4 separate regions of the Mus musculus genome follow, and all the other regions are linked to region 4. The links are chromatin contacts, called in public HiChIP or PLAC-seq and promoter capture Hi-C maps. All regions are on one chromosome and are shown on one strand. The core of a region is the stretch at or near the end of the contact, and the rest is flanking DNA. Distances in the headings are between cores, read along the strand shown.

The links. Promoter capture Hi-C pulls out the DNA fragments that hold promoters and counts their contacts. HiChIP or PLAC-seq counts read pairs in DNA pulled down with a chosen protein or histone mark.
Region 1: a contact with region 4 is called in a promoter capture Hi-C map of the SN4741 cell line, with 7 times the contacts expected there. The contact joins the enhancer-like site here to the promoter of Slc12a8 in region 4. A contact is called at or near these places in 15 of 39 promoter capture datasets (the 3T3-L1 cell line, 3T3-L1-derived adipocytes, the C10 cell line and 10 more), 2 of 115 datasets of contacts at active chromatin or transcription factors (embryonic stem cells and pancreatic cancer cells) and 2 of 9 other capture datasets (adipose tissue and liver).
Region 2: a contact with region 4 is called in an H3K27ac HiChIP or PLAC-seq map of microglia, with 5 times the contacts expected there. The contact joins the enhancer-like site here to the promoter of Slc12a8 in region 4. A contact is called at or near these places in 3 of 39 promoter capture datasets (cranial neural crest, liver and pre-B cells), 1 of 115 datasets of contacts at active chromatin or transcription factors (microglia) and 2 of 9 other capture datasets (adipose tissue and liver).
Region 3: a contact with region 4 is called in an HNF4G HiChIP or PLAC-seq map of pancreatic cancer cells. The contact joins the enhancer-like site here to the promoter of Slc12a8 in region 4. A contact is called at or near these places in 3 of 39 promoter capture datasets (3T3-L1-derived adipocytes, cranial neural crest and stem cell-derived epiblast-like cells), 5 of 115 datasets of contacts at active chromatin or transcription factors (cardiomyocytes, embryonic stem cells, intestinal villus epithelium and 1 more) and 3 of 9 other capture datasets (adipose tissue, liver and macrophages).

Annotation. Positions count from the first base shown.
Region 1 is chr16:33,975,678-33,982,260 of GRCm38.p6, forward strand. Kalrn (kalirin, RhoGEF kinase) reads right to left here. Exons shown (of 60, transcript NM_177357.3): 59 at 1,849-1,987; 60 at 1-402. Among named protein-coding and RNA genes, the nearest start is that of Umps, 12 kb to the left of the region's middle. Within about 2 kb of position 4,489, at least 28 of the 459 cell types and tissues checked have an H3K27ac peak or open chromatin away from gene starts, as enhancers often do. A contact at or near this core is called in the SN4741 cell line, embryonic stem cells and pancreatic cancer cells, where this site is marked.
Region 2 is chr16:33,913,245-33,919,468 of GRCm38.p6, forward strand. All of the region lies in intron 9 of Itgb5 (integrin beta 5), which reads left to right. Among named protein-coding and RNA genes, the nearest start is that of Umps, 51 kb to the right of the region's middle. Within about 2 kb of position 3,412, at least 93 of the 459 cell types and tissues checked have an H3K27ac peak or open chromatin away from gene starts, as enhancers often do. A contact at or near this core is called in adipose tissue, liver and microglia, where this site is marked.
Region 3 is chr16:33,776,546-33,783,096 of GRCm38.p6, forward strand. No RefSeq gene overlaps it. Among named protein-coding and RNA genes, the nearest start is that of Muc13, 15 kb to the right of the region's middle. Within about 2 kb of position 1,311, at least 63 of the 459 cell types and tissues checked have an H3K27ac peak or open chromatin away from gene starts, as enhancers often do. A contact at or near this core is called in pancreatic cancer cells, where this site is marked.
Region 4 is chr16:33,516,206-33,522,794 of GRCm38.p6, forward strand. Slc12a8 (solute carrier family 12 (potassium/chloride transporters), member 8) reads left to right here and starts at 1,990. Exons shown (of 13, transcript NM_134251.3): 1 at 1,990-2,171. The coding sequence starts at 2,124.

The sequences.
Region 1 (6,583 bases), core at 3,239-5,738, 460 kb after region 4:
CTGTAGCCAGGGATGCTGCAGGCACGTGGCTGCTGTGGGCCGCCTCCGGAAGTCTTCCTGTAAGATTACGTTGATGAAATCCCTGGCAGCATTGCTCACACCGCAGAAGTACTCGTGGGGGAAGCTAAAGTCCACCCTGCACACGTTGATACAGGTTTCCTCTTTGCTCTCATCTAAGAAGGGGGAGACCCCACTAAGCATGACATATGTCAGAACCCCGATGCTCCAGATGTCTGTGCCCAGGGAGACAGGGATGCCTTGGATCACTTCGGGGGCAGCGAACTCAGGGTTCCCCAGCAGATGGTGGATATGGAAGTGGCCTGAGATCTGGACAGCGTCTTCCAAGTCGATGAGCTTCACTCGAGGCACTGGGATCCGGAGGTCAATGAGCAGGTTTTCGGGCTGCAGGGACCCAGGAAGGCAGGGACAAGAGAGGTAAGATGAGGTCTTTGCTGACCTCCCTACCCCAGCTGCAATCTGTTAGCTAACACAGATTATTATTCTTTGATTCAGTCATGTGGAATACTCCCTATGCAAAGGCAAAGGAGGTTTCAAACTCACTAAACTCTGGGGTTAGGTGGCTTTTTAGATAAGTTGGTTGGCATTGGGGAAGGAGTACAGGGCTAATCGTGTACTCCTGATTGGCCCAGAACTTACTCTGTATACCAGGCTGGCCCAGAACTTACAGAGATCCTTCTGTCTTTGTCTACTGACTGCTGAGCTTAGAGGTAAGGGTTGCAGCACTCAGCCTGTACTTCCCCACCCTAGTGTTAGAGATCCAACCCAGGGCCTTACACATGCTAAGCAGGTGTTCTGCTACTAAGTCACACACGTATTCCAGAAGAGCATGCCTTCTTACCTACCCTTGCCTTGCAGTGAATCAAGGAAAGAACTAAATTTTTAAGAAAAAAACAAGCTTCTCAGAAACTGTGTGTGCACGCACGTGTGTGTGTATACATGTATATGTGTATGTATATGTGTGTGTATACATGTATATGTCTGTGTGTGTGTATATATGTGTGTGTGTGTGTGTGTGTGTGTGTGTGTGCGCGTGCGTGTATTGCTGGGTGGTGATAACACAGGCCTTTAATCTCAGCATTTGGGAAAAAGAAACAGATGGATCTCTGATTTGGAGGCCAGCCTGATCTACAGAGTGAATTCCAGCATAGACAGGGCTACACAGAGAAACCCTTTCTTGGAAAAAAATTTTTTTTCTTTATGTGTACGTATCTATATGAGTGTATTCCATGTTCGTGCAGGTGCTGTTAGAGGCCGTAAGAAAACACTGGGTCTACTACAGTTGGAGTTGCAGGTGGTTGTGAGCCAAGCAATATGAGTGCTGGCAAGAGAACTTGGGTCTTAAGCACTGAGTCATCTCTCCAGCCCTCCGAAGCTCCTTTTTCTTACAGAATGAATGGGAACAGGACATTAAGTGATGTCTATAAAGTTAGACTGCTTGGTTAAAGCTTTCCCTTACCCCGTGTGCCACCATCTCTCTGGTGTGTTTCCTTCATTCCTGAACAATGCACTTAGGTAGAGTGAAAGTCTAGTTCTAGTTTAATAGTCACATGACATCACAGGAAAGACAAAAGAAATGTAAATCTTCCCCCTAGCAGTAGTGATGCATGTCTTTAATCCCAGCACTTGGGAGTCAGAGGCAGGCAGATCTCTGAGTTTGAGGCCAGCCTAGTCAGCAGAATGAGTTCCAGGACAGAGAAACCCTGTCTTTATAAAAACAAAACAACAACAATAAAAAGAAATTCAATTTTGTATTTTGTATTCCTCAAGGAAATGTCTGGGAAGCTGAACCCGTCTATTTCACTGTAACAGGCACTGACTTTTTATTACCTTTATGTCCAAATGTGCGACCCTACAGTTGTGCAGGTACTGCAGAGCTTCCATGATGTCTCGAATGTAGAAAGCTACCTTTTCTTCCATCAGCTCATCATGATTCATAAGGTAGTCCAAGAGTCGGCCGTCATCCATCCTGACAGCAAAGAGGGGTGGGGGGAGAAATAGAGAAATGACCCATGCACATAGCTTAAAAAGTTCTAGGAGGTCTCTTATTAATAAAGCTTGGTATTGCAACACACATGTATTTTAGAGCCCAAAGTAAGTGCCACATTCAGAACTAGAATGAATCAAGTTACAAATGAGTTACACGGCAGGAGAAATCCTTACAGCCTTACACAACACCGTTTTGTTGACTCTAAGGTCTAACCTGGCTTTAAGAGGTTAGGTTGAAGAGAAAAGAAAAGGAAAAGAAAAGTCTGGTGCCTATAGTGAGCCTCATATACATTAAAAGTATTTCCACTTTTTAACATTTTTAGATGGGAGAAATGTGAAAGAGGAAAGGTTTGCTCTCAGCATATCTGATCACTTCTTAACTCTTTTGCCTTTCTAACAGCTTGCCAACTTTTAAAGACAGATTGAAAATGGGCTAAGTGGAGCCAACCATAAGCAGATTTCTGTTCTGGTTCTGCCTCTTACCAGCTGGTGGCTGTAGGTCATCACTTAAACCCTCTGTGATTTGGCTTTCCTGAAAGGCACCGCCTTTTAAGGTGGGCATAGCAACTGGCTGCCAACAGCAACATCAATGACAAAATAAGACCTACTTCTTTGGCAGGCTTGTGAGAGCCAGGTGAGGCAATGAAGATTTGAGGCATGGTCAAATATGTTTGAATACTTGTCCCCAGCTGCTGGAACTGTTTGGGAAGAATTAGGAGGTGTGGCCTTGCTGGAGAAGGTGTGGCACTAGAGCAGGCTTTGAAGGTTTCAAAAGCCCATACCATTCTCAGTCACTTTCCTGCCTTGTGCTGTGTGGGTCAAGATGTAAGCTCTCAACTACAGCTCTAGAACCAAGAGCTGCCTGCTGCCATGCTCCTCACCATGATGGTCATGGACTCACCCTTTGAAACTTTAAGCCCTTAATAAACTCTCTTCTATATGTGGCCTTGACCATGGTGTCTCATCACAGAAAGAAAGAAGTAACACACGGTGCTGAATAAACAGTAGCTATTTCTAGGCTTCCTATGCCCTTTTGTAACAAGTGATCAAACCTTTAATGTGAAGTGGGTCATTTGAGATACGTCTCAGGAAATGCCCATGTCAAGGAGTGTGATCCAGTACAGGAATAACTTCCAACCATAGCTGAAACCTGCATAGCTGACTTCATTTTCTCCCCTAATTTGTTCCTTGCTACGGGATCCTTCTATTTTATTGATAAGTGGAAAAGGATGGAGCCCCTGGAAGGCTCCCTACCTCCCTCTGGTCTTCTAGTATGAGGCAAGAGAGGAAAGATCAGAGAGGAGTGGTACTGTGCTCATCACAAGGAACTCTCAGAGATACTTGGAACAAATGAGGGGGACAGTTACAGCAACACTGCTCCAAGCCAGAAAAGATCAGCCACCCCACCTTCCTTAGAGCTGTTCTCTAGCCTGCATCCATCTGAGACTAGGGAATGGGAATCTTGATTTTCTGGTCCAGGAGGGTTGCACCAGTTATCCCTATTGACCACTACAGGCAGAGCAAGATTGAGCACGTGATTCTAGTCAGGCCTTGCTTCCCACACGTCTTCCCTGAAGATCACATCCAACAAAGAACAGTTCTATGTTCTCACAGCCCTGAGTAATACATGGTCTCTAGTATTTCCACGCCATATTTAAAGCATTATTTATCTCTTGGTTCTAACTGTTGGACTTGTGGCCCCTAAGGATAAGAGCTGTACCTTTCTTTCTGTGCCTGGTCCTACAGCAAACTTATATGTCAGGGCAGATTGTGAGGAGAAAGGGAGGGGATGCCAACCCAGTGTGGTCTTGGTGAGGACAGAGTGACATGGTTCCTGAGCCTTGGACAGGATCCTGGTGTGAGCCTCCATGAGTGTCAATGGCTGCTGTGGGTGTAAGGCTTGTTTGTGTAATAATGTACTAGCAGTTGAAGACTCTTTCCTTCCAAGGAATATCCTCCCTGATAATATTAATGACTTCATGATAATTAAAAACAGCACATCCAGAAATTGAGGGTGTGGCTAAGTCTCAGCAAAATGGTAAACACTGGGACCTTCAGGACAGGCCTTAAGGCTATGGGAAAGAGCTCTAAGTACATGAAATCAAATATATATAATTTCTCAACTATGTAAAAATGTAACTATGCAATATGAATTATAAGGGGTTCACAATCTAAGGGAGCGTGGGCAGCTGCATTAATGAGCCAGTTTGTCAGAAAGAGTCAAAGGCAGGCAGATTCCTGAGTCCAAGGTCATTCTGGGACACGGAAAGTCCAGGCCCTAGTGTGGTAGAATTGGTCATTTCAGGGAGGGGTCCCACCCAACTACTTTCTCATCTGTGCTTAACAAAGGCAGGCAGGTCTCTGAATTCTTTTGCAATGTTAAGGAAAATGTATGCTTGCTGTCTCCTAGGAAACAAAGGTCTGGGGTCACTGGAATGCTGACTCATAGGATAATCAAAAGGAAACCTAAAGTAAATGCCTGAATTGATCTGTAAACAAAAAGACAGGCCTTTGGTCCTCTTGGTCTGTATGAGATGAGGTAGGCAGAGTGTGACAGAAGTGCTTTAGAATTTTCTCTCTCAAGGGCTGAGCTGTCCGAAATCTCTGGAGAGCAAAAACAGCTCTTCAACAATTTTTTTTCTAACAGGATTTCTGACTTGGATGAAAGATCCAATAATTTTTTTTATAGCAGCTTTTCTGACTTTGGTTAGAAAATTTATGAACTATCTCGGTTTCTTGTAGAATTTCTACTAGCAGAGAGAGCTGTCTCAACCAGAAAAATTTTTTAAAAAAGGAAGACAATGCTGAAAACACACACACACACACACACACACACACACACACACGCAAACACACACACACACACACACACACACGCACACACACACGCACACACACGCACACACATACACACACGCACACACACACATACACACACACACACACACACACACACAGCAATCTGAAAAGCCATTTCAACAGAACCTAGGTGGCCAGCTTGGACCCACAATTTGACTTCTGTAGGGGAGGTTCTGATGCTAAGGTCCTGTTCACCAACTGGTTCTTGATCTGTCAATAAAGAATGCCATGAGACAATTGCTGGTCAGAAGATACATGTGGGACTTCTAGGTTCTGGGAGGCAAGCAGGATGATGCAAGGAAGGAGAGAGGGAGTTCGCCATGCTTTGGAGAGAGAAGAACCAGGCAACCATGATGTGAGGTCTGAGGAGGAGTCATGGGCTGTTGCCACTCCTATAGGTGGATGGTTAGAGATGTTTATCAGGGACTAGATGCAACTGACCAACTAAAGATAGGGTAGTGGGAAGTTTTGAGCTAAGGGCATGTTTTTCCAGGTAAGAAATAGTAGCACCCAGCAATTGTGCCAAGAAGGCAAGCTGAAAATGAACAACTCTGTGTGTGTGTGTGTGTGTGTGTGTGTATCTTCTATCCTTTGATTCAAAGAAAGCTGGGAGGGGATTGGTAGCACAGCCTGTTCCCAGAGCTTAGGCAGGATAGCAAAAAGCTACACACAACACACTTTAAGTTGTTTGTTTTCACAGCTCCCAGACACCCCTTCTCTCAGAACTCCTCTTCCAAACTGAGACTGGTCCTTTGCGGAGGGTGGGATGAGGGATGTGAAGAGGTAAGGTGAGTGGGAAGGACTGGGAGGAGAGGAGGGAGAAGGAGTTTTGATTGGGATGTAAAGTAAATAAGCAAATTAATTAATGAAAAAAGCTGTATCTTTCTATGTTTGATATCTAGATAATCTGACATTCCAGAGATGTCTTGGATAGAAAATTCTAGGTAGTAGTTTGGGGGTGCTATGGCTATAGATTGATAGATAAACTTCTCTCATTCCAACTCCACTCTTGTCAATCAGTCAACCACCAGGAAAGTCTTCTTAAATGAGTCAAGCCTGAGAGTACATAATAGGAAGAAAATGAAAATAAGTGTAAGAAATACAGATTATAGCTAGGGAAGAGAAATACGTTCTGGTGATCTAGTTTATAATATGGTGACTGTTGGTATCAGGACCTCTGAAACCTGTGACATCACATAGGCAACAGTGCAATCTACACACCTGTTGCCAAGACAATGGCCACCATATTCCCAGAATCCATTGGGCTCACCTCCCACCTTTACCTGTGACCACGTTACCATCCATATATATAAGAGGAACAACCCCCCCTGTCTTTCTCTCTTCCCTCTTCTCTTTTCACCACCACCTTCCTTGCCCCTCTCTCTCCCAATAAACTTCTTACACATGGAACTGCTTTGGCCTGGTATGCTGTGTTCAGATATTCTAACACATCAGAGACCAGAGTTAACAATATGAACTGTTAATATATTTCAAATAGCTTGAGAAGAGGAATTTAAAAAAAAATGTTTTCCTTACAAAGAAACAACCTACGCAAATATCCAGGTTTGATGATTACACAGTTTATCCATGCAATGAAACACTGTAACCATAAATATAAAACATGAAATAAAGCTTAGAAAAGCTAGGAAAAGTGGATGAGAAGACATGGTTTCAAGATCCACTGTATGGATCCAATAAAAGGAGGGATTCTTCACCC
Region 2 (6,224 bases), core at 2,162-4,661, 400 kb after region 4:
TTAGTATCTTATTTAGTTTAGAGTATTAATAGGACAAAGGGTATGTGCTCTGGTAGTATTTTTGGTTGTTTTGATGATAGGATCTCATATGCACAGTGAGTTATAAGCTTACCTGGGCTACAGAGTGAGACTGGGCCTAAAAAGAAAACAAACAAACAAACAATGAATGGTGTGCTAAGGGTGGGTGAGATGGCCCAGAGAGTCAAAACCCTTGTTGCTGCACCTGGTGGACCACTTGATTTCAGTCCCTGGGACTCACATTGTGAAAGGAGAGAACCCACTCTGAAAATTGTCTTCTGACCTGCGCATTGTGCCACGCCACCGGACCCTTTACTCCACCACAATAAGAAATGTAATATAGAAAGCTTAAGCGTCTTAAGTGGCGTTGCCGCTGGGGCTGTATCATAGATCTTTGGAACCCCAGAGGTAATGGCATTTCTCTTCTTTTCGGGTCACACTGCTTGTTGTTGAGTCTTTTTAGAAACTTAAGGGACAAGCGAATGTCTCTATGTATTGGTTAGGAAAAAACAGCAAGAAAACTGGGGCTTGTTGAAAATGCCACCTTGAGGCAGAGTGGATCTGAGGTCTTTAGGTAAATGTAGGGAAATTGCAAGGACCTTATGTTTGGGGTCCTTCATGGAATACAGAGAAGTTACATTCCACCTCATGATGGACCGGAAACAGACTGAACAGCGAACATTTCTCTGTTCCTCTCTTAGTTTCCTGCGAGGAAGACATTGTTACCCGTGTGACAGACCAGGTAATCGAATACAGGATTAATGAAATGAAAGCACAGAGCTAAGGCTCCCTGTTCTGTAGCACGCACCCGATACCACCTGACGCCCATGACCCTTCCACCATAGACATTTCAAAAACCATGTGGGACAGAGTAGTGATGGACCACAGCCTGCTCAGAGAGCAGAGCCTCTGTGTCCTTGTCGTTGAGTTCACATAGTCATCAACATTGGTGAGGACAGAATACTGTACTGCTGATGGACAGCTGGGGCCTCTAGGATGGGAGTGGCTTGCCTAAACTCACCCAGATTAAGTCCTATTTTAATCACAGTCTCCCTGTCACAGGGAGCCTAGTTAGCCACCTCTATACAGGAACTGTATAGTATACTGTATACTGTAAAGTGTGCCCAGTTGGGGCTTTGCTACTATTTCCTTTCCTTTCCTTCCCCTTCCCCTTCCCCTTCCCCTTCCCCTTCCCCTTCCCCTTCCCCTTCCCTTTCTTTTCTTTTTAACATTGATTTATTTATTTTATGTGTGTTGGGTGTCAGATCATGTGACACCTTGCAAGAGTGGGTTCTGTTCCACTGTATGGGTCCCAAAATTTGAATTCAGGTCCTCAGGCTAAACAGCAAGCGCCTTTACCCACTGAGCCATCTAGCCAGCCCCTGGTTTCTGTCTCTTCCAGCAGCTTTGCAGTGAACTATATTTTTCCATGTTAATGTGTGGGCTTAAAACCTGGGGCTCGAAGAGGAGCCTGAGACACTGGCCCCAGGTCCCACTGCCGGTGAGCAGCAGGCAGCAGTAAGACCCAAGTCACTAGCAACGCCACAGCCCAGACCTTCTCTGTAGGCCTCAGGAACAGTGTAGTGAAAGCTTCAGGGACTTGGGGAGGAATCATCATTTCTCCCCCCCACTTGTACACAGCTCTTTTTTGTTTGGCCGGGAGAGCTTAGGAAATCAGGGAGAAAAAAAAAAAAAATTTAAATGGAAACTTTCCTCAGCATTGAGACGTCTCTATTGTAACAGGATGATTTTAGTGTTTTCACCACCGAAGTTGCCTTTGGCCCAACTTTAGGTTCCAGTGGCCATAGCCCTGTGGAAATCGAAGCAGGTCCTCAGGCAAGCCTCTCTGCTGGCCCTTTGTTCTCTCTCTGTACTAGTATTGTCCCAGTGTCCACGGGCTGCAGTCACACTTCCTCTCTGGTTAGAGCTGTGTGGGGTTTGTTGTCTGGGTGTGGATGTCTGCACAGAGGCACTCTTCTGGGCTGGGTGTGTCACTGTCCACCAGGGTTGTGCAGATCATGAGAGTAAGGCTTTCTGGACTGACTGAGTCCGGTGCTATGACATGGGAGGTCTGAAGAGTAAGAATTTTAAGGGGCTAGAGAGATGGGTTAAGGTTAAGGGTGCCTACTGCTCCTGTAGAGGACCCAAGTTCAGCCCCTAGCACCTATGTTGGGTGGCTTACAACTGCCCATAACTCCTGCTCCTCCTCAGTGCTTATCACAGGGATGGATGTCCCGGCTTGCTGGCGACCGTGCTGGTGACTGAGATCTACTGTTTGGTAAATGTTTATGCGCTGGTGATCTGCTCGGCAGGCTGCAAAGATGGGGAGACAGCGTCACTAGGCAGAGTGCTTATCCAAGTGGATCTTCCCTGTAACCAAGGAAGGAGGGACTGGCAAAGAAGAGGAGTAGAGCTGAGACCCAGAGGGACAGTGGAGTCTCTCTCTGGTAGGAACCCTGGAGAATAAGGCATTGATTGAGAGAATTTGCTAGGGAGTGAAGAGCACCGCCCTTTGTGGCCAGAGAGGGAGGGGTCAGAGAGCTGCTGAAACCGATGGTTGTGGGGTTGAGAGGAATAGGTTGGGGACTAAGGAATAATGGAAATTGATTTTTTGAAAGTTACACGTAAGTTAGGCATGGAGCTCACACCTTTCATCCCAGCACTCAGGGGGCAGAAGCAGGTGAATGAATCTCTGAGTTCAAGACAAGCTTAAGGGCCTGGCCACTCCCTGGCAGAAGGTTCTTTCCTGGGTGTCACAAGTTAGGATAAGGGACATGTTAGGGAATGGTGACCAAAGGCTCTGGGACTCTAGGGGTTAGACAGTTCAGCTGTCGTTGGGTACTTCAGGGACTAGTCTGGGGACAACAGTGGAGACCAAGGTGGCCCTGGGACAGATCTCACTTTGAGTAATAGCAGCTTCCTGAGAAGGTGAGGGAGAGGCAGGCAGTACCTCGTGGTCGTTTCCAAACAGAGGTGGTCTTGTGACTAAGAAGCAGGAGACTTGGCCGTAGGTGAAACGAGGATGTCCTGAAAGAGAAACCATCCTTATATTAAAGCCCAGAGCCTTGAATCTGGTGAGATTCCCTTCTCTATGTTCTTGGGGTAGTCCTCTAACGGCCCCCACCCTGTCCATCCACCAGCAAGCTGGTCTGAGTTGACCTATACCCCAGGAACTTGTGTTCTAAAGAACTAACATTGACAAATTAGTATGCAAGTGGCTGGCTGTCCACCGTGCACAAAGGGCCCAGTGAACCACCGTTAGAGCCTTCTCACGGGATACATGCCAACACACACACACACACACACACACACACACACACACACACACACACACACTGCTCTTACCCACTCCTCTGGGCCCTGGACTTTGGGCCCTCCCTCAGCTCTTTGTTTTATTAAGAGCTGAGTGGACTTGGCACCTGCAGAACCCCAGGGTTGGGGAGTTTGTGTGGGGTCTGGGCACCTCCCCTTTTGAAAGAGTGGGCTCCCATTGGAGAACCAGAATCATCCCAATGAAGTTGAGTCACTAGTCTGGCCAGGATGCCTGCAGCAGCTGTGACCTTCCTCTAGACTGAGTCTTGGAATGGGAACCTGGAAAGGCTCCAGGAGCCGGGCAGCCCTCGGTATCAGTGCTTATCCTGAGACCTCGGCCACCAAGGGAGGGAAGCCAAGGAATGAATCTCCAGGGCCTTCTAGCCTCTCTGGGTTCATTGCTAATCCAGTAGGAAAACAGAATTGTCACGGGGGATGGGGTGGTGAGCAACACTGACCCACTTGCTGTCCCCGACGGACAGGCTTTTGATAGCATTCCTATGTCCCGTGGGAGCCAAGAGCCATTGGCTGACACAGACATTGCCTCTCTCTGGCCATCAGACAGTGGACTGCAGGGCAGGCAAATAGCACCTCCACTGGATAGAAGCGTTGGCCAAGGAGGTCCTGGGACCCTACTGGGAAGCCACGCCCTCTTGACTTCTCAGCCAAGCAGTGTCCATGTCTCAGCTCCAACTCACAGGCTCCTAACACTTCCACTTATCCTGGCATATGTGGGCAAGGCTGAAGGGTGTGTTTCTCTCTGTGTGTCTCCCCCCTCCCTTCCCTTCCCCCTCTCCTTAATTCCTTACTTTCTCCCTTGACAAAGGGGGATATGCATGGGGAAGGTTGTGTTCACTAGAGTCTCATAGCGGAGTGCCTTTGGCTCTGGCGGCAGGCCATTCCTTTGCAGTTTATTGCATCCAGCTCTTCATTTCCCAGGCATGGAAAGCGGCAGAAAGTAGCAACTTCCTGCAGGTCACAGGGAAGGGATGGCATCAGGCACTCAAAGGCTCTGCTTCCCTGCATTCTTCATGGCCCCATAGATAATTTTGCTGAGGCTCAGCCCTTGAAACCCTGCCTGTGTGCAAGCTCAGCACATTCCTAGTCCAAGGCAGAGAATTTGGAGAAGTCTACAGCCGTCGCTTTGGGGCTCATCACTGTGCTGTCTCTGGATTGAGTCAGGCTGTCATCTCTCTACCTAGTTGTTGGGTTTTTTGTTTGTTTGTCTTTTGAGACAGGGTTTTCTATATCTAGCCTTGGCTGTGCTGGAACTAGCTATATAAACCATGCTGGCCTCAAACTTACAGAAATCCTCGCCTGCCTCTGCCTTCCAAGTGCTGGAGTTAAAGGTGTGCACCGCCACGGCCAAGCTTCCTACCCTGATCTGTGCATGAACATCTGCTCTGTTCCCTTGCTAGGAGGTGATGTGCTAGGAGGATGCAGGTCTGTTCTAGAAGAGCACAACCCCCACTCACTATATAAACAGACAAATTCACAGCCCCTCTGACATCATTGCCTCCCTTGAAGTGAGGACAGCTGTTCAAAGCTGTTAATGGTTGGTTACAGGGGACTGCCAGCCCATTCTGAAGCCCAGAATGATCTGAGGAGTCTTGAGAAATAAAGACATCACCCGGATATAAGGGACCACTTGGAGAAGTGGCCAGGCATGTCTGCCAGAGGAAGGGATCCCCACTTCCAGAGGGGTGCTTCTCAATGAGGTTCCGTCACCATTCACCTGCCTGTCTGCGTGTCTGTGGCTTGTTCACCTCTGCTCATCCCGTTCCCCACACAGCACTTTCTTCTGAGGAGGGAGAGGCAGAGTAGATATGGTGTCATGTTCTGACTCCCGGAAGACTCAAAGCGAGCTTCCTTTCCCCTCCAGACTTGTGAGCAGCTGACAGACAAGGTGTTGTCATCTGCCACCCTGCTAGGTCTGCCTTGCTGTCTGCCTCCATGGTAGCCTGTAAGAAACTCTAAAGTTAGAAACTCTTCCCTAAATCAGCCAATCTTCCTTCCTTCCTTCCTTCCTTCCTTCCTTCCTTCCTTCCTTCCTTCCTTCCTCCCTCCCTCCCTCCCTCCCTCCCTCCCTCCCTCCCTCCCTCCCTCTCTCCTTCCTTCCTTCCTCCCTCCCTCCCTCCCTCCCTCCCTCCCTCCCTCCCTCCTTCCTTCCTTCCTTCCTTCCTCCCAAGTGCCCCTGTGTGTGATGGTTATTCAGGCAGTGAGTATCCCTTACAGCTTCAGAACTGTGGGCTGATTGGGCAACATACAGCTGTGAGAGCCATCCTTGCAGGGCACTGGGGCTGGGGCATGAGAGAGGACATTCAGGCCTCACCCTTCCCTTCCCCGACAGAGAAGACCTCTTTACTGTGGTCAGGTGGCTGCTCTTTGCCCCTGCACCTCATGCCAGGTGGTGCCACCATACCTCAGCATCTAGCCATGCCTGGCGTAGACAGTAAATGCTGGTTAAATGAATGACTTCTGAGATAGGAGGAGAGATGTGCACAGCGGTGGGGATGGACGAGAATGGGATACAAGTAGAGATAAGGAGGAGAGCAAGGACCAGGTAAAGCTCACTCCTCATGCATTTCTTCAGAGCCCCTCTCCTCAGGGTCTCAAAGATGATGAGAGTGGATGGTAAAGACCCATCCCCAGGGGCTGGAGAGAGGGCTCAGCAGTTAAGAGCACTGGCTGTTCTTCCAGAGGACCCAGATTCAATTCCCAGCACCTGAATGGCAGCTCACAACTATCTATAACCCCAGTTCCAGGGGATCTGATGCCCTCAGTCAGTCAGTCAGACAGACAGACAGACTAAACATGAATGCACATGAAATAAAAAGAAATATTTTTTTTTTTTAAAGAGACCCATGCCTGGCCTGGAGAGATGGGTCAGCGGT
Region 3 (6,551 bases), core at 61-2,560, 260 kb after region 4:
GATGCTACACAAATATTTGATAAATGAAGACATTGCGATGTTCATACCACGGGTAAAACCATTTCGATAGCTCTCAGCTTCTACGAACTGCCAGTCTTTTTCAATCACATTCCTGACACCCTCCTAAGCCATGAAACAAGTTCAGAGTCACATCAGAAAGAGAAGAACATACTAGCAGCGCAGCTCAGGCAGAGTGCTTGTCTAGGTCCAATCTCCAGTACCCAAAAAATAAATAAATAATTAAAAAGCTGCACCAATAATTCCTCACACAATAACATGACTGGAGGGTGACCTGGCAGCTCCTTGGACAGTGTGACAACAGACAAAGAAGACCATACTTCTCAGTCTCTGCAACGTCTTTACCCAACTGTCACCACACCCCTTTGTTCTCAAGAGCAACTGGGAAGTGGCTTGTGGTGGCTTACAGTAGCATTTGAGATGCCCCCGAATGAACGCACACTGTGGGCCTCTGCTTGCTAATATATCCTCGAGAATGGTATGGTGGTGAATGCTGGTATCTACAGGACTTGAGAAACTGAGGCAGGAAGAGCATGTACTCAAGTCCAGCCCAGGCTACATATGGAGATGTCTCAAAAGAAGACCAAAACAACCACAGATTATCCTCAGATATCCTTGGGAATATGTCAGCAGGTTGATATTTCCGGGTTTTATTTCTATTAATAGAAAATGTGTATGCCTCACAACAAGGTTCAGGGTCCAGGCCTTCCAGATCCTATATGCAATTTCCAGTATGAATAAAAGGATGTGGCAATCCAAAAGTAATAAAGCATGCTTGGAACCAAGTGACTCACGGAGGCTGAAGCTGGAAATGACATATTGTTTGGCCCCCACTCCTTTTTACTAATAAGGAAACAACATCAGAGAGGGTGACTTCCCGAGGCTAAAGAGCTTATTTGTAGAGGGAGTTTTAGAGAACTCAGAGTGTAAATATCCAGTTTATTATACTTTCCAGGGCATGTGTCATTTCTGAAGGAGTGTGTTAGAAGAGCATGACACTGCAGAGTTCATGTGAAAGGCGACAGATGAGACCGAACTCCACAGTAGAGGCAGAAGTCCTTGGCAATTCTTGAAAAAGTCTGGTTGGAGACTAGGCAGATGACTGGATGAAATAAAAATGGTGTGGCATGGCTTGACATGGCGTGGCATGATGTGGCATGGTGTGGCGTGGCGTGGGGTATAGAAAGCACAACCCTTGAAACCCTGGTTTGTTGTTGGCTTTGTCATCCTTCATGCTGTTACTTAAAGCCCCATGATCCGATGCCTGCCCACACAACTGACTTCCCAGAGTTGATTCACACGATAGACATCTTGATATTCACCCCAGTACTAGAAGATCACTCTGGGAGATCAGTCTGTGGTCTCACTTGGAAGCCAGTTGTTAGTTCATTCTAGAAGATACAGTGACCACTCTGTTACGTCTCCCTGATGCTTTTGAGCTGTGGTGAGCTCACATTAGAGCAGTGTTCTCAACCTTCCTAATGCTATGACACTCTAATACAGCTCCTCATACCGTGGTGACCCCCCAACCATAAAATTATTTTTGTTGCTACTTCATAACTGTAATTTTGCTGCTGTTATGAATTGTGATGTAAATTTCTCATATGCGGGATGTCTGATATGAGATTCCCCCTCCCCCCAAAGTGGTTGTGACCCACAGGTTGATTGCAGCAGGGGAAAAAAAAATGTGTCCAGAGCAAAGAGCTTTGTTCCAAACTTAACCATGATTATTATAGCAAAAATGGATCCTGAGGAGCTGTGGGCTTCGGGAACAGTGTCAACAATAAATTTTAACACAAGACAATGATTTTGAAAAGTTTTCTTTGAGCCTAGACAAGTTGATATTAAATAAACACAAGGCAAAATGGCACTTACATACAGATTTTATACTATGTAGAGGCATTTAATCAATTCATGTTTATGGTTCACAGTGATGTGAGCCAGCTTTCTAAATATCCCGTGCAGCCAGAAGTTAAACTGAAAAGCAAACACATTTGCATCTGTTGGATTTTTATTAAGCTACAGTTCCTACCACTGTTTTGGGGCCTCAATGAAAATGAGTAGTTTTTCCTCCCTCCCTCCCTCCCTCCCTCCCTCCCTCCCTCCCTCCCTCCCTTCCTTCCTTCCTTCCTTCATTCCTTTTTCTTTCAGAGATAGGGTTTCTCTGCGTAACAGAGCCCTAACTGTCCTGGAACTCAGAGATCCACCTGCCTCTGCCTCCCAAACACTGGCATCAAAAGCATGCACCACCATGCTTGGCCCTGATTTTCACTTCTGTGTTTCGAAGTGCATTTGTGTGCTCACCGGGAAATTACAAGGGCCCAGGAGGTTGCTCTGAGCATCAATTGCCTCAAGACAATATACTCTGAAATTAACATTTTTTTCTCTCTGCTCTCTCCTTTCCTTTCTTTCCTTTCTTCCTTTTTCCCTCTCCCTCCATCTTCTCCTCTCCCCCCTTCCTCTTCTCCCGTACCTTTACTGATATATGATTCTATCTCGGTCACAGGGGCACACCACACCACCACGACCAAGTCCATGTTCATTATTCCAACAAGAAGCCTGTGCTTCTGAGCCAGTGCCTCCTGCCCCAGCCCAGCAGCTGGCCCACCTTTCATCTCTACATCTGTGTCTGTTTGTACATTTATTACAAACAAAACCCTGCCATATGTACTGTGGGGTAACCACGGAAGACGACTTCTTAGATATGGGGTTTAAGCCAATAGAAAGTCTTTATAACCTGGCAGGTGACTACCCTGGGTGGTCAGGATCCCACTGTAGCCCTGAGCCTTTCTCAGGGTAAGCTTTGAAACACAAAAGCATGTTCTAGGTTGACATTTTTCGGTTAACAAGAACAGTTAACCAGACGTGCAACTACAGAAGCCAAAAAGCAAGGATAGTGCATGTGGACCTTTCCCAGAGCTATGGACTTTGATGGAATCGGTCTTTGTTTTCGTTTTGGCAGGCATTACTGTCTATGTGCCGAGTTTTACAGCCAGAATGGCACTTCCACCTCGGAGTCGGTTGTGCTAAGGTCTGGGACCCCATTACAATATCATAATTTTTGTCTGAGCTCTCTCCCCTCGCTGTTATTTTCAAGTTTATTAGCGTTGGGCTCTGCTTCCTTTCTGTGGCTATGATGAAACGATCTGACCAAACCAGGCATGATGGGTGGGCACACACCTTTAACCCTGGCATTTGAGGCAAAAACAAGCAGATCTCTTAAGTTTGAGGCCAGCCCCCTAAGAGTGAGTTCTGAGCCAGTTAATGCTGTACGATGAGACCTTATCTCAAACTAAACTAAACTAAAAACTAAACTAAACTAAACTAAAAACTAAACTAAACTAAACTAAAAACTAAACTAAACTAAACTAAACACACTCTGACCAAAAGTAACATAGGGGAAGAAATAGGTATTGGGTTTACATGTCTGAGTCACAGTCTGTCATTGAGGGCTGCTAAGGCAGGAACTCACGCTCTAAGTACTTGGGAGGCAGAGGCAGGTGGATTTCTGAGTTCAAGGCCAGCCTGGTCTATAGAGTGAGTTCCAGGACAACCAGGGTGATACAAAGAAACCCTGTCTCAAAAAAAAACAAAAACAAAAAAAAAGAAAGATAGATAGATAGATAGATAGATGATAGATAGATAGATAGATAGATAGGGAGGAAGGGAGGGAGGGAGGGAGGGAGGGAGAGAGAGAGAGAGAGAGAGAGAAAGAAAGAAAGAAAGAAAGAAAGAAAGAAAGAAAGAAAGAAAGAAAGAAAGAAAGAAAGAAAGAAAGAAAGAAAGAAAGAAAGATAGGGAGGGAGGGAGGAAGGAAGGAAGGAAGGAAGGAAGGAAGGAAGGAAGAAAGAAAGAAAGAAAGAAAGAAAGAAAGAAAGAAAGAAAGAAAGAAAGAAAGAAAGAAAGAAAGAAATTAATAATTATGGGGACTACTGGTTTCTGGCTCACTCCGCGCGCGGTTCATGTTTAACTTGCTTGCTTTAAAAGATTTTATTCTCAACTACACATATATGTATGTGGATATGAGCCTCCTATGTGTGGTCTGATGTGGATGTTGAGAATTGAACCCAGGTCCTCTGGAAGCAGCCAGTGCTCTTAACCACTGAGCCATCTCTCCAGTCCTTAGCTAACTAAGCTTTCTTACATGACCCAGAACCATCTTCCTAGGGATAGCACTACTTCCCACAATGCGCTCTGCCCTCCCTCCTGCATCCAATAGTTATCAAGATAATCCCCTCACAGACAGGACTGCAGGCCAATGTGATCTAGGTCATCCCTCAGTCTAGGCTCTCCTCTCAAACAACCAGGCTGCCCAGCTGACAGTGAAAGCTAACCAGGAAGTATAGTTATCAGCATTCCAGTCCTTTTCATGGATAAATAATAACCTTTGTATGGATAAGACGTGTTTTGTTTATTAACCAATTGATGGACAGTCAGGGCTTTGTTTTTGTGGTGGGGATTGGGGAATCGAGCTTATCTATATCTACACTGTCATGAATGATGCTACCCTGGGTATTCTTGCATGAGTTTCTGTGAGGCTAACCTTTCTTCTCTCTCTTTTTTTTTAAAAAAGTCTGTCTCCTAGGCAGCTGTGATGGGTTATTTTATTTTATTTTATTTTATTTTATTTTATGTTTATGAGTACACTGTATTTCAGACACACCGGATCCCATTAAGATGGTTGTAAGTCACCATGTGGTTGCTGGAAATTGAACTCAGGACCTCTGGAAAAGCAGTCAGTGCTCTTAACCACTGAGCCATCTCTCCAGCCCAAGGATAACCTTTCATTTCTCCAGTATCTATCTAGAAATGGAGCTGCTGGGTCAAGGGCTAATTCTACATCTGTCTCTGCCTTTCTGAGGAGCCACCATCTTGATTTCTAGGTTTGGCTCCCCGTGTTCCATCCTCAGGAGCAGTGAGTGAATGCTCTTCTTCCTCCATCCTTACCGACGGGATACAAGGAGTTTCTTGTTGGTAGGTAGTCCAGTGGCTACGTAGCAGGATTCGTTCTCTGAGCTGGAATGTTGTGGAGAACTTATCCTGCCTACTTCCCCAGACTTGGTCTACATGGGGACACAGCCCTGTAGGGCATCAGGGGGTCTCCACTGAAGATGTAAGTCAGCTTAGAGAAGGGTGTCAGGGCTTGTGCCCCCTTGGTTATTCATGTTTTGCTTCATAAACTCAAACCCCGAGCTGCTCTCTAAGACGATACTATTGCAGGGGTTAGGGTTCCCAAGGGAACACAGCAGGCATTCACAGGAAAGGTTACTGAGGCCATCCTGACTTCATAGGAGCTAGAACAACAACCCATCCCTAGGCAGAAGCCCCACGTACAGTGTGCCTCAGCCCTGCCTCCCGTTTCTTCATAGATCTCCTTCCCCTGCTTCCCCCAGACACTAAAAGGGTGCATTCTGGGAAATAGATGGGATGTGGATCTCACAACTGGTGTTAAGGCAAAGGCAGAACTGACTGAGGTACCAGTGAGCAACCAGAACAGAGAAGGGCTGCCTGGAAGGAGGAACCAGCTTCAGAGCAGGAGTTTGTTGGGGGTGGGGATCTTCTGGTTCTGACCCGCCTGACAGCTGCTGACCAGGGTGTAGCATTAGAAGGCCAAAAGAAAAAAAAAAAAAGCCCCATTCTGTGACACACAGACCTTGAGCACTTGGCCCCACCCAGTGACTCAGGATGCCTTAGAGCAGTGGCTCTCAACCTTCCTAAGGCTGTGACCCTTCCACATAGCTCCTCAGGTTGTAGTGAACCCCACCCTTCAAGTTATTTTCATTGCTACTTCATAACTGCAGTTTTTCTGTGAGGAATCATAATGTAAAAAAAAATCTGTGTTTTCCAATGGTCCTACGCAACCCCTATGAGAGAGTCATTTGACCCAAAGGGGTGAAGACCCACAAATGGAATACTCCTGCCTTACATAGAACCTGACTCCTGATGTCCTCTGGTGCCTCACCCCAAAAGACTATTCTCAGAAGGGGCAAATGGGATGGTAAAATGTGCTGCCTAGCCACACAGTGAGCTGCTCCCCTCTTATCTATTCAGTTAGCTCCCCATACAGGAAACAAGGCCAAGTAACGTCTCTTAACTGCCATACAAGGGCCTGCTTCCCATAAGGGGAATTCTGAGGGCTTGTCTGCTGCAGTTCTGTCCATAGTCTATTCTCTATTAAAACTTTTATATCAGGGGCTTAGATCCATGCCTAAGTAGCTCATAATTACTCATAACTCCAGTGCCAGAAATTCAACACCCTTTTCCGAAGTCCTGAGGGACCAGGCACACAGTGCACAACCACATATGCAAAACACTCATGTACATGCATAAAATAAATAAATCTAAAAGAGAAAATGTCTGTCTGTATCACCCCTCATCTGGCTAATATTTTATTGGACTATTTGAGCCCCTGCAGAAGCCAGTTGTGGGCTATGTGTGGTCTATTCTGAGCCCACTCTGCAGACACCATGCCTAATGGTGGAGGGTTCCAAGGTGAGGTTTTTCTATTATGGGTATAGCCTTACTATCACAGG
Region 4 (6,589 bases), core at 740-3,239:
CTGATACTTAGCAGTAGGCTCCCCAGATGTTGACAGCAATCAGGAACCTAGTTAAAGGCAAAGTAAAAGAGTGTCCTATAACCACCTAAAAAGTGACGAAGAAAGAAGGCTTTCCCAGCCGGCCGTGCAGGTGATGAGATGCCCACGTCATGAGTCTTAGCAATATGCCATCCTTCTGTCTGTCCATCCTCTTCTCAAAGACAGGTAATCTGTGATTCATTCTGGTGGAAATGGGGGTTTTGCTTTTTGCAGAGATGGGCTATTAACACTCCTCTACAAGCTGGGGATATAACTCCGTGGGAAAGCAGTCCCAAAAACAAAAAGACAAAGCCCTGGGTTCCACTCCCAGCATTGTAAAGCCAAAACTGAAAACAAAACCCCACAAAGGAATGAAAACCCAATCTGCTTGTATGCTGATGTATACAACATAGAAAGGACTTTGGGGGTGTGCTGCTCACGTGTGACAAGCCAGGCACAAAACGATAATAAATGTTGTTGTATTCCATTTAGAGGCCAGTTATATTCAGAGTAGACAGAAAGACAGACAGTGCATGGGGACACCATGGGTGGGGAGTGGCAGAATGTGTGTTTTCTGTATGGGGTGATGAAAAAAACGTCTTGGGTGTAGTGATGATGGATCTTTGAGCACCAAACACTGGGAGCAAGATTTTCCACACTGTTAAAATGGCCCAGACTGCAAACTTTACATAAGACACCTTCACAGGAACAACTTCCCTGGAGCAGCAAAGAGAGGAGAGGGCGCCACCAGTGTTCCCGGGCTTTGCCTTCCCTTTTGTTTTAAAAGAACAGCCTCTATTTTTAGGGATTCCACACAAAGGCTTGTGGGCGTGGGAAGTACTCCCAGCTGCCCTCCTGTTTCTCAGAAACCCACATGGAAGCCTGGCAAGTTATTTAAGGTTTAGGAACTATGCCAGATTGAAAATGGAGATAATTTAATCTCTCTGTATGTTAATTCCCACCCCTCGTCCTGCAACCCGAGGTGGCTCAGTGGTCCTGCTGAAGTGGTGAGGGTCAGCCCCCCACCCCCGCCTCTCAGCATGCCCGGGCCGCATTCTGGAAGCTCCATTTCCTGCCAGTTCGGTGTCACCTGACTGAACCACCGCCCTTCGGACAGGGGGTGCTCAGGGCCTGGGTCTCTAGTCCAGATGCTCGAGTCCGGACGCTGGGGCGGGGTCGCCCGAGATGCAGGGCAGGTGGCCAGGAGCGCTTGCGGCCACGTGGCAGGACCGGGTGGGGCGGGCGTGGCCTCCGGAGCCTGAGTAGGAGCAGGTGAGGGTGCGGGCACTGCTCTGTGGAGGGGAAGAGTGGCTGGGGTCGCAAGGACCTGACTCTGGTGCCCAGAGCCTCATCCCGCAGCCCTCAGATCTTTTTAGGGTGATGTGTCCCAAAGGAATCTTGCCCTATTCCTCTCCCCACGAGTCTCCTGCAGGATGGGGAGCACGGCCAGTTGCCTCAGCCCTTCTCCCTCCCTCTCTTTTTTCTTTCAAATGTCATGGGGCAAGGTCCCTGGCCTCAGGAAAGCCAGATCAACTCCTCTGGTGGGCCAGAACTGTACTTTTCTGACATCTTTTTCTTACCTGCCCTATTCTGGCCAGGGTCCAGGGGCCTCTCAAGACAGCCGCCAGCCCTCTGGCTCTGCCTCCAGTACACTCTGCCTGCACTCACCACCAGACACGGGTTCCAGCAAGACCCCAAATGTCCTTGCTCTGAACAAAGGGTTCCCAAGGCACTGGGGAAAAGAGTGTAGGACTATGTCTTTAAGGGCTAGGCAGCTGAGCAGTCAGCCTAGACCATTCCCCAATATTCAGGAGTTCAGGGAGTAGGGAGTGAACTATAGGAGTTCCTGTGACCCCAGGACAACGGGAAATGATCAGGCGGGCTCTGAACCATAAATGAGGTTCTGAAGAGAGCAGTGGGGAGGAGTCCCCAGATGGGGCCAACAAGGTTTCTACTTCACCCACGACCTTTCTCAGTGCAGAGGAAGCTGGACAGGCAAGAAGCAGCAAGGGAGGGAGGGAGGGCCTGGCCTGACAGAGTGATGTTTGCTTTCCAGAGTGGTCTCCCTATCTAGATAAAAGTATCAGAACCTCACTTCCTGGAGAATGGCCCAGAGGTCTCCGCAAGAACTCTTCCACGAGGCAGCCCAGCAGGTAAGTCTGGTTACAGGGGTGGTGGTGGAGCTGGCAGAGGCCATCAGACAGACAGGTGCCAGCAGAGGGGGGGTCTGTGGCAGTGCAGTATTTTCAAAGCAGTTATCTCAGGTTTACTTAGGCGTTGAGGGAATACCTCGGACAGCAGTTAACCGTGCAGAAAGTCTCCTTTGGCATTAGCTGTAATGTACTCCGCTCTCTGCCCTCCACCCCATCATGGGAAGAATGCCACGAGTGGAGGCTGAGACTCAAATGATATGAACTCCCTTTAATAACAAATCAGATCAAAGTCAGAAGGTAAGTTTATTTCTAGAAAAGCTAATCTACGGAAATCAGGGGGTTTCTGGACTCCCTGATGTCTGCTGGTTTTGTTTTTATTAAGTCCTTCTTGTTGGTTATTAGTGTGTGTGTGTGTGTGTGTGTGTGTGTGTGTGTGTGTAGTGTGTAGTGTAAAATATTCCATTTGTGGTCGATGGTTGATATAGAATTGAAGGATTAATCCCTTAAATGAAAGCCCACACCTTGGTGCTTATGGGGTCTCTGCCATCCGTGTTCAGTCACCTTGGTGTTTCATTGCCCCCTGGGTTTCCTTTATGCTTTGTAGTGAGAGGCAGGGAGGTGTTCCTGCACTGCAAGAGAGGGGAGTAAGCCCTTCAGCAGGAGAAAGAATATATATTTCAAGAACAAGGTCTAGAGCTGAAAGTCCGGAGGTGGTAGGGGCATCCAAGCCACATGTTAACCCTTTTCATGTGTGCACAGATGCCAGTGAAGGCGTGCTGCCTGCTGACCAGCAGGCGGTAAATGCTCCATAAACATATGACAAGGAGTGGCAGAACTAGGCTGAAGTCAGTTAATGACTTTGTAATGCAGTTGGGGGATGATCTAGTCTCCAAGTAACAGTATTATATGTTAACACATTGGTGCTAGTCTGTGTCATTAAAAACAAAATTAAAAACAGAATAAAACGAAACAAAAAAACCTTTGCTTTCATTTCTGAGTCCTCAAAAATTCTGTGCCAGACCATAGGGGATGCACCTGGTTAGTCAGGTGACCAAAGCCAGGAGTGGAAGGAGTCTAAGACCAAGGCTTTTGCTGGGGATTATTGCAGGAACGTGAAGGCAGGGTAGAGTGAACAGTTTGGGGTGTGCCACTCTGAAGAATTTTTCTGGACTCTGGATTAAGTGTTGGTCTCTAGTTTCCTAGTAACTGACCCTGGGATGATTTAGGTTGGTGTTAGGAGTTAGTGGCCGCAGCTCTAGACTGAGAATTGGTAGGTTGGCTTATGAAAGACATAGTCCCATCTAAGCTTTTGCTCTCTAAGACAGCCAGTAGGATTTGGTCTTTGCCTGCTTATGAATGGATGGCTTGTATTACTTCAAACATTTACATTGCCCTCTGCTACATTTCATCCATGACCAGAAGCAGAGAAGAAAATTGCTGTCTTTGTCACTATATGATAGATCAGCGTTTGCAAGATGTCTAGATGTTAAGGATGCTGAGGCACGAATTTTGTGCTCTAAGTGAGGTGCCCACCGGGTGGTACCTAGAGCATGGTCTGACTTCCTAAGGAGAGGCTATGTGACTTTTAGCTTCATTTTGTAATTTTCCTCACAAGATATATCTTTTCATAAACGGAAAAAAAAAAAGAACTAAGAGGAGGAGAACATGACTCAGACACTGGGAAGCACTTCCTCCCGGGTGTCATTCTGCATGTGACATTCCTGCCTTTGTCCTTCTTTTGCCTGACCTTGCTGTGCTAAATCACGTGTGCATTTGCCAGCTGGTCCTTCTGATCATGTATACGGCCGCCCTGTGGACTAAATGTGGACTAAATGTTTACTGAATGCTTACTATGAACCAAGTCCTGTATTATCATAGCATTTTCAAGAATTGTCTCCTTAATTTTTCTTACTCCTCTAGAGTAAGCTTAGTCATTAAAGCCATTTCATAGGTGAGAAAATAGAGGATAGGTGAAGAGACTCACTCAAACTCACAAAGTGCAGAGTCAGCACTTAAGCCCAGTCTGTACGTGTAACCTTGACCACCAGACTGTAACACTTAGATCTACAACCCCTTGTTGGGGAGTTCATTTTAGATACACAGACACACACACACATACACACACACACACACACACACACACACACACACACACCTAACTCCCATTTGAAACTAAAATGCCTAAAGCCAACCTGAGAATTTAGTCATCCATTTCTCTATAACTCACAACCACAGGCTGCTTCCTCCCCATGGTGCTCAAGAGACAGGCCAAGGCCGAAGGGTTTTATACAACATTCCATAGCCTGTCTTCCTACTGGACTCTGCCTACTTAATCCCATGTTATACATGTGCCAAAGCTCTTCACAGAATTTCTTGCCACCACAGCTGGGGTAAAGGTGACAAAAAGGTTCACAGATGTTCACTGCAGACTAGTCACTACAGCTTAAAAATAATAGCTACCTCACTGCTCTTTGTCTCCCATGGAGATCCTTGATTTACTGTCTGTTCCCCTCTGGCTCCCGAAGAGGCCCTTGATTTACCATCTGGATGGATTATGCATTTTGCATAAATTTGGAGCAGAAGGCATATACCAGAAAAGAGGAAATTTCTGCACTCAAAGAACTCCAGTCCTTGTCAGTCGCCCCGAAGTAACTGTATCCCAGAATGTAAAGATAACGAATGTTAAGTGTTTAGAACAAGACAGTGCTCACTACCTGGTGGCTACTGTGATTTTTCCATCTGTCTGGGATGTGTTTCCCGAATTTACCACACACTCTATTTCTACCAACACTTCAAGACCTGAGGCAAATGGCTGTTTATCCAATCCCAGACATACAACCAGCATGGCTGAACATCGCCCATACTCCAAGCATGCTATCAAGACTTGAGAATGCTTCTGCCCCACTCCCCACCCCAAGGAAAGAAGACAGAAACGGTCACATTACAGGGCAAGTGGAAAGACCCAGGTACAACTGGAACTGTAGATTGGTCATATCTCAGTAGATCCGAAGGCCAAGATAGAAAGTTTAAACTGGAAAGTGACTAAGAGAATCTCCTTCAAGGCTCTCGGCCAAGATGTCAAATGCACAGGTCAGTGCTATAGAAAGAACTACGTCACAACAAAGGAGAAAGATGTTAGGAGGGTAGGAACAGCCCAGGCAAGAAATGGTACCCTAGACAATGCAGGGGAGGGGGAGAAGTGGGGATGGGGAGCTGAGAAGATGGAAGAGGTAAGAGCTTATGTTGCTCTTACAGAGGCGTTTGGTTCCTGTATCCACTAGCAACTCATAGGATGTGAAACTCCAGCTCCTGGGAGTATCTTCATTTGCTCATCAATAATTTGTCAGTCAAGTATATTAAATCTATTTACAAATCAATTTTAAGAAATTTTTTCATCTCGAGCTTTAATGCCTTATTCAGACGGTGCACTGTGGTAGTGATGGTGGTATAGGATTGTTTTATACAAACAGCCTACAATGCACTTCTGAGGGACAGTGACTTAGTGTTACCAGCTCTCGGGAGAAAGATCCCGTGTTAGTCAGCGGCATGTTGCTACAAGGAAATAGCTGAGCCAAGTAACTTATAAAGGGAGCGGGTTTATTTAATAGATTCAAAGCCCATATCAGCTTAGTCCTGCTAAAGGCATGGATTATGGTGGTGGTGGTGGGGATCATGTAAAGTAGAGAGAGCAAGAAGGGTCAGAGGAGGGCGAGAAAGGGGGAAGAGAGGGCGGCAGAGGGAGAGACAAGTGTGTGTGGGTAGGCAAGCTTCTTTGGAGTAACATCTTGACTGGATACACTGCAGGTGAGCATTTATAGAACTGGCTTACATGGTGCAGGCTGGATAGTCCAGCATGAGAGTCTGAGAACCTGGTAGCTGCTACATGTCTCTGGGGGTAAAAGCCTAGAGCAGCGGTTCTCAACCTTTCTAATGCTGCAACCCTTCAATACAGTTCCTCATGTCGTGCTGACCCCCAACCATAAAATAATTCCATTGCTACTTCATAACTGTAATTTTGCTAGTTATGAATCATAATGTAAATATCTGATATGCGGGATATCTGATATGCATCCCCAAAAGGGTTTCAACCCCTAGTGAACCGCTGACCTAAGGCTTTCTGGAGAGTCATTGATCTTCAGTCCACATTGTTCTGATGACAGCTAAGCATGCTGGGAGTAACAACAGGATAGGTAGACTCGCAGCAAGAAGCAGTGGCAGGAAAGCAAACATGCCCTGTGTCTTCCTCAGACCTCTTCACCCAGGCTGACAGGGGAAGGTGCTTCCTACACTGGGGGAGGGTCCTCCTCCCTCAGTTAATCTGTCCTGGAAATACCCTCCAGTAGAGGGTGTGCTCCTCCCTAATGTTACCTCCGGGTAGCACTCACTACTTAAGGGTCCATGTCATTCCAGGATGTGGG